Regions from separate parts of the Triticum aestivum genome. Here region 2 is linked to region 1. The links are chromatin contacts, called in public Hi-C maps. All regions are on one chromosome and are shown on one strand. Each heading gives the region's core, a stretch centred on a gene start, on an enhancer-like site or on the middle of the called end of the contact. The rest is flanking DNA. Distances are from core to core; before and after follow the strand shown. Region 1 holds the start of LOC123145282 (cysteine protease XCP1). Region 2 holds the start of LOC123145284.

Region 1 (3,840 bases), core at 784-3,283:
CAGTGGTCAGTATTCCTGTTCCTTTCTGTTTGTGATACACAGAGGGATTGATTACCCGGCATTAAGCTTTCAGGCCTTTTGATGATGGAGCTGTTTGACTATGTAGGTTGTCTGTGCGAAGGTCCGTGAAGGCGACAAGAGGATAGTCCGGATTAAAGAAGGGAACCCTGAAGGGCGACATGTCGTTATTGTCGATGATCTAGTGCAATCTGGTGGAACTCTTAGAGAGTGCCAGGTAACTATCTGTCATTCTGTTGCAATTGCTGATGGGTAGTCTTGTGGCATCATTTCTAGTTGTCCGACCAAAATACGTATTCTCTGTACAATGGTAAAAATGGCCTGTACAATGCAAATTTTACCTGAATCCACATTCGACAGTATTACCAGCAGGCTAAGTCATGTAAAGTTAATAAGTTCAATTCCATTCCTTCGGCAAACCTGGTTATAGCAAGAGTCAATGGCATGTGAATTTTCACGCTGTGGGTCAATTTGGTGTGACATATTTACTTCATGTCATTGTACAGCGAAATAGAAGTAACATATTTCAAGTGTCAATTAAGTATGATGCAGTCTGTGGACTTTTAGCTGCATATACTATTTCGCCCCCCTTTTTTATCATGAGTATTTATGTATTGTTCAACTCTGTTCTGCAGAAAGTTCTGGCTGCTCATGGTGCTACAAAAGTCAGCGCCTATGTAACTCATGCTGTGTTCCCCAATCAGTCATATGAACGCTTCATGACTGCTAATTCTGGTAATTGGTGGTTCTCCCTTTCCCCTGTTTTTCAGCTATTCAACTTTGATTTGCTCATTGTTTTAATTTTTTTGCAGCCGGGCCAGGTGACCAGTTTGCTTACTTCTGGATCACGGATTCGTGCCCTCAGACAGTGAAAGCCATCAGCCAACAACCTCCATTTGAGGTGTTGAGCCTTGCTAGCTCGATTGCTGATGCCCTTCAGATATGAACATGGACCGTGAAATGGGCTGCTCCTGAATATAGAGCTTACATTTCCAGCTCCAGCAAAACAAATAATGTGGAGCGAGTTCGAGTTCTCTAATTGTGTCGAGTCTTAAGCTTTCATAAGCAGCCCATGGTTTGATAATAAAACAAGGCATTGGATATTCATCCGTGCGGTTCTCTGTATTCGCTTCTAATGCTCTAGACCAGTCTAGTGTTTTAATTTCCTGACATGACATGTACGAAGTCTGAAAAACCTGAGCGTTTGCATTTGATTGAAATTTTAGGTCAGGTTTCGGCCTCCTGCTTACTGAATTTTCATCATATTGGCCTGATAGGATACATCAGTCGAAACCTGTTAACTTATTATTTGCTTCCTTTTTCTGCTCTTTGAAAGATAAACCCTTCGGGTGTTACAGTTAATCGTGATGCGGGGAGTGAGAGCAATGTTTCCAAGGAATCGAAGCAAATATTATGATTATTATAGATGAATTATTTAACCCTTGCCTGTCCGGTCCAAGCTCCAGTCTTGCAGCATGGTGAAATGTGGTGTGGCATGTACACTGGAACGTGCGACCAACTAGCAGTAGTAACACACAATGGTCTTCAGGATTGGTACTTCTAAACAGAAGGCAAGCTTGCGTAGTGGACACATTGAACTTAGCTGGAGTGCACCACTGGAGCGCACAGATGTCAATTAACTTGCATTATTAGTTTGCAGCTGCATTTTTTTACTGTGACAGTCGACAGTGCAGGGGAATAACATATGCTGACATGTGAATGTCAAACTGCATATTTCTGAAGGCACAAAAATGTAGCCTGAAAAACTGGGTCTGCATATACACACTTTACATAACGTCACATGGTACATCCAGGAATTTGGACCTATCTTCTAAAATATAGTTTGAACTTAGTTATCCTGTCAAAAAGGTGAAATTCAGGCAAATAGGTTGTACTCCCTCCATCTCATAATATAAGACATTATTATATCTCCATACATTGAATGTCTTATATTATGGGACGTCCCATAATATAAGACATTCAAGTACAAGTTTAAATAAAATCTCAAATACGGAGTAATTGCCCTAGTACCCTTAATGATAAGTGATCCGAGATAAAATGAAAAACTGGTGCCCCTTTTGTCAAGAATGGGCACATTTAGGTTCAATTTCATCTGATATTTTCCTATTCTACAACCAATGGATATGTGCACCAAACTTCAACAGGAAAAGGAAAAATCATTGCAAGTAGTTTGATACCATCACATTATAAAATGGCATGAGGTACATCTGTTTGGTGAAGACTTAAGCAGATGAGCAAAAGATACTTGTCCATCCTTGTAAATAACCAATTCTGCAGCTAGCTGCTTCGTCTAGCCGAACAAGTTACCTCCAGTCGGTCGGTGTGCAAGGCTGCAAGCATCGGTTACTCACTATTCTAATGCATGCGCTGCTACCTAAACCAAAGATTTCAACATGAGCAAGAGCATACCTGCAAGGCTAAAACCGCATCTTCCTCCTCATAAATCTTCAGCAACAAGGGTCATATCAGGTGAGGTGGGATGAATCGCTTGCTTGCAAGAAACATGCATGGCTAGGTAGCGATCGATCGGTATATATAAAAGGTGTCCATTTGTTTCCGGCAGTCCCATGACAAGAAGCAGCGCTGATTAATCCGTCGCCATGGATTCAGAGCTCTCAATAGTGCTCTTCTTGTTGATAGTTTTTGCAGCGTGTTGTTGCTCTTCTTCTAGCGCCACCTACCACCATGACCCCGCGGTCGTCGGCTACTCGCAGGAGGACGTCGCGCTGCCGAGCAGGATCCTCGAGCTCTTCAGCTCGTGGTCGGTGAAGCACAGCAAGGTCTACGTGACCCCGAAGGAGAAGGTGCGGCGGTACGAGGTGTTCCGGCAGAACCTGAAGCACATCGTGGAGACCAACAGGAGGAACGGGAGCTACTGGCTGGGCCTGAACCAGTTCGCCGACGTCGCCCACGAGGAGTTCAAGGCCGGCTACCTTGGGCTGAGCACCGGCTTGGCCGGCGCCGGCGGGCGGCCGCGCGCTCCGACGACGGCATTCAGGTACGAGGCCGCCGTGGACCTGCCCTGGGAGGTGGACTGGCGGAAGAAGGGGGCCGTGACGCCGGTCAAGAACCAGGGGAGATGCGGTAAGCAGACAATCTCTGAACTCTGAAGTCTGAACATTGCATTGCACATCCATGAACCATGATTCATCTCAGGATTTCGGTTAGCACATTGCGCGCCATCTATCTGGATTCTGAAATTGTGTTGCAGGAAGCTGCTGGGCCTTCTCGACGGTGGCGGCGGTGGAAGGGATAAACCAGATGGTGACGGGCAGGCTGGAGTCGCTGTCGGAGCAGGAGCTGATGGACTGCGACAGCACCTTGGACCACGGCTGTGGAGGGGGACTCATGGACTTCGCCTACGCCTACATTGTGGGGAACCAGGGGATCCACACCGACGCCGACTACCCCTACCTCATGGAGGAGGGCGACTGCAAGGAGAAGCAGGTTGGCACTTGTGGCACAGGGAACAACAAGCTAACGAATTCTTCAGATGAAATTCAGTTGCAAACGCATTTTTGTTACTCTAATAACAGTGGACATTGATTGCTTTGATTTGATCTCGTTCTTAGCCCCACTCCAAGGTCGTCACCATCAGCGGCTACGAGGACGTGCCGGAGAACAGCGAGGTGAGCCTGCTGAAGGCGCTGGCGCACCAGCCCGTCAGCGTGGGCATCGCTGCGGGGAGCAGGGACTTCCAGTTCTACAAAGGGGTAAACAAAATGATCAAGTGTCATCTACCATGATAATAGAGCAGATGATACAAAATGATCAAGTGTTATTTACCCTGGTAATTATCTT
Region 2 (3,840 bases), core at 837-3,336, 140 kb after region 1:
TGTTGAGACATCTATATATAAACAAATCTAATAGTACAAGTACTCCCTCCACCCCGAATAACTCGTCGCGGGAATGGATGTGTCTAGAACTAAAATACGTCTAGATGCATCCATTTTCGTGACAAGTAAATCCAGATGGAAAAAGTAATATGAATTGAAGGGAGTAATGATACGTTCCATGCCTACATAGAAAGAAAAATATGCACATGAAAATGGGCCACCTTTTGTTGTTGTTGTTGTTGTTGGGCTGGGATTTAGCTTAAAATCACTAGTATGTTTTCAATTGAAATTTTACAGATCTGCCGCAAACACGTATAAGTTTTTGTAGATTTCTTTTGTTTATTTCTGAAACTATTAAATACGATTTTCGCGAACCAACCCGTGGTTGGATGATTAGAGGGAGAGTCCTGGTGCTCGCATTATTCCTGGATTTATTTTAGGATTTCCGGCGATGCGCTTTTAATGGGAGGAGACGTTCCCGTCGACAACGAGGCGCCTATGGTGACTTCGTAAGTCTCAAGGTGATATGTCGGTTCAGTCTCTCGAAGGTGCTCATAGGAATAGTGTGTGCGTTCATACAGGTGAGTGTATGCGCATATGTATGAGCGTTTGCGTCTGTATAATGTGTTAAAAAAACCAAAAATCGGCACTCATAGCCCCTAACCCTAATAAAAAAAACAAAGGCATATCACAGCGTGATGGTTCAGTCAAACCGCTGCGACGAGGGAGGAAAGGAACAAAGGAGCTGCAGCAGTTGCGCCCCTCCACTCGGATGATTCCTTCCTCCACCCACCTCGCCGTCTCATTTAGCGCGCGCAGGTGGGGAGGTGTCGGCGGGAGGAAGCAACCGACGATCGAGACCAAGAGAACAGTAGGGGCCCCCTCAAAAAAAAAAAAGAACAGTAGGGGCGGGTGGGCCCGGGCGTCGTATCAGAGTTGGACTTGTGAACCGCCGCCGCTGTCCGGCTCTGTGTGTGTGTGTGTTGGCCTGTGCCCGCTTCTTCGGAACCGCACATCTCTCCGTAGCTTCGACCGTCAACACCGGTTTCTGGTGACTTCCAACCTTTTTCCCGCGTCGAATTGCACGCCACCGCCGCATGGTTCTGGCGTGAAACGCGCTGAAACTGAAACGTTCAGGGCGGGCACCGTCCGGGTGATTCCCCGTATAACCCCGTCGACGTATTACTGGCATTTTTGGTCTGGGTGATGCTTGCGAAGACGCACGCGTTGTTATTTACGTACGAGAAGAAGAGAAAAAGGAGCAGTGTCTTTGTGGAAAGGCGTGGTACGTTGAAGTGTGTGAGCACCCGGCTGGATGGAAGGAGAAGGTGACAAACAGTTGGTTGTTCTGTCTGGTAGGAGCATTGTTTCGTGGGCGACCTGACTGGCGATTTGGATGATTAATCCAACCCCCACGTTCTCATGCGCATTCTTTTGCTTATTACTACCACTCAAACACAGACATAGAGCAGCCCCTCTCGTTTATTATGTGCCTGGAACCATCCATCATTGAGAGGATCATCAAAGGTTCCAGCGAAGCTAGCAACAAGTGCAAAAGGGGCCGTCCTCTTATGATGATCTGAAAGCAGCGCAGTGCAACTGCAACCAGGTGTCCGGTTGATCGATCCTAGGACAGCAGCAACAACGATAATTTTCATCCATTTTACCACCCCAAAGGCATACGACCCGTTCGTTTCCTGCACAAAAACTTTCTCGCGTTCCACTTCCACGTAGCAGCAGTTCCTAGGCCAGCATGGACAGACGCCAGCAAAGTCAGACAGCTCGCCACGTGGTGGATGTCAAAGCAGAGCAGCAGGTGCAATTGCCAGGTGTTCCGGTACACACACACACACAGACAGGCAACCGCACCGGCAGCCCATCATTTGCCTTGCCAGCCAACGCGGCTGCTCCGTCCGTCCACGTCCAGCTCACGTCGCCTCCCTGGCTGGAACAACACGCAGCCTCCGGTCCGGCGGTGTACGAAGCTTTCAACTGCACTTCGTGGCCCCCGATGCGCAGAGGCCCAAAAGCCCGCCAGCCTGTCCAGCCGCGACCGCAGCGCCCACCACCCACATATACACACCCAGACGCGCGTTCTACGACTTCCTCTCCTCTCTGTGCCCCCCAATCCTCCTCGCCAACTCATTCCCAGAGCACCAAGAAGATCTGGAGAAGAGAGGAGGCCATTGCTAGCTCCCCACCATCCCCTTCTCCCTCTATCTGCCTAGCGTTCTTGCTTGGTCGCCATGGCCACCATCCTGGAGAACATCCAGAAGGCGCGGTTCCTGCCGACGAGGCCGCTGAGGGACGACCTGCCCACCTTCCAGGGCGGCAAGGAGGAGGAGAGCCACCTCATGGGCCTGCGGAAGCGCCTCTCCAGCTTCTCCGGCAAGATCCAGCCCATCTCCTCCGCGTCCGCCGAGTGGGCGTTCAGGCGGACCCGGTCGGCGCCGTCGCTCGCCGCCGAGTTCGCGGGCGGCCCGCTCAAGCGCTGGTGGGACTGGGGCCTCGGCTGGCTGCTCTCCAAGAAGCTCGGCTTCGCCGGCGACCTGGAGATGAACGAGGAGGAGGCGGCCGCGCTCGGCCGCCAAAGCAGGGGCACCTGGGCCCACGTCCTCTACAAGGTGCGCTCCGGGGTCCGCCGCCTCGTCGCGTCCGACCACTCGCTGCCCACCACGCACCACCGCAAGGCCTCGCTGCCCCCGTCCTCCTCCGCGCACCAGCACTGCAAGCCCGCGCCGCAGTTCGCCTACACCCAGAGCTTCCAGTACGGCCAAGCAATGGCGCACTAAGCAGCTTGCTTTGCATCTTGTTCTGGTGGTGTCCGCGAGATCCAAATAGACACGACGACGGGAAGGAAGCTCGTGAAGAAGGAGAAGATTCAGGTCTCAGGTGAGATCGATGGGGAAGATGGCTCGCTACACAATTATATCTGGGAATTTAGAGTTGTTAGTTTACCGTGCTGCTTTCTTTTTTGTGGGTAGATCTAATGTCTCTACGTATAATAGATACCGAGTGTATGCTGGTGGTTCTTTCCATTCTTTTGAGGTCGTGGGTGCCATGTAAATGTTTGTGGATTCCTTATGTTTTTGCCTCCTGCGGTAAATAAAAGCTAATGCAGATTCGTGGTCGACTGCTCCTATGTTCGTCTTGATGATATAGATGCCGTCTACTGCTTCTCTTCAGATCTGAAGAGCTCAACCATCTTTCCAGTTGCTACCAGCTAATGGTCCATGCAGCTCACAATAGCTGGTGGAGCTAGCTAATGAGGGTTTTGTTTTCCTTTCGTAGAGGCTTGATACCACAGATGACACGCATTATATTATAATTATGGAAAGCAGTTCCGTATGATGGAACTGCTGCTCAAACAAATAAAATAATGATGAACAGGCTTCGATGGACTCTAGTGTTGGTGCATCAACGAGGTACTAGAAGAAAAATAATAAGAACGTGTCGGTGTATTAGCAAAGAAGGAGAAAAACAATAAAAAAATAGAGAAGAAGAAGAAGCAGAGACAATTCACACACGAAAATTTGCACATTTCTTTACAAGTTGGGCGTATGTTGTTTCTCAAGCTACATCTTTTCCAAAAAGGCTCGTCGCCCCGCCTTATAAATAAAGCATCACCGTCTTTCGCCCTTTTTTTGGTAGATTTTTCAAGCGTTTTGTGTTTAGGGTGTTTCGGAAAAGTGACATTAGAGCAGAAAGTAACGAACGAGTAGGCGCGGTTCGGAGCATTGGTGAAGCGTCGCGACGAGGAGAACAGGTAGGAGGTCCAAATCTGTGGCATAATTAAGGGTTACATGTGCGCCACCAGAAACGAATGATTGGAAACATGGC

The links. A called contact is a pair of places that touch in the nucleus more often than the background predicts.
Region 2: a Hi-C map of leaf shows a contact between it and region 1, with 5 times the contacts expected there. The contact joins the promoter of LOC123145284 here to the promoter of LOC123145282 in region 1. A contact is called at or near these places in 3 of 5 Hi-C or Micro-C datasets (leaf and an unstated tissue) and 1 of 1 datasets of contacts at active chromatin or transcription factors (leaf).

The regions. Positions count from the first base shown.
Region 1 is chr6D:387,988,072-387,991,911 of IWGSC CS RefSeq v2.1, forward strand. It overlaps LOC123145282 (cysteine protease XCP1), which reads left to right and starts at 2,034. Exons shown (of 4, transcript XM_044564655.1): 1 at 2,034-3,123; 2 at 3,251-3,486; 3 at 3,612-3,752. The coding sequence starts at 2,640. LOC123145281 (ribose-phosphate pyrophosphokinase 4) reads left to right here. Exons shown (of 6, transcript XM_044564654.1): 3 at 1-5; 4 at 107-235; 5 at 654-753; 6 at 831-1,267. The coding sequence ends at 964.
Region 2 is chr6D:388,132,612-388,136,451 of IWGSC CS RefSeq v2.1, forward strand. LOC123145284 reads left to right here and starts at 2,087. Exons shown (of 1, transcript XM_044564657.1): 1 at 2,087-3,140. The coding sequence starts at 2,247. The coding sequence ends at 2,792.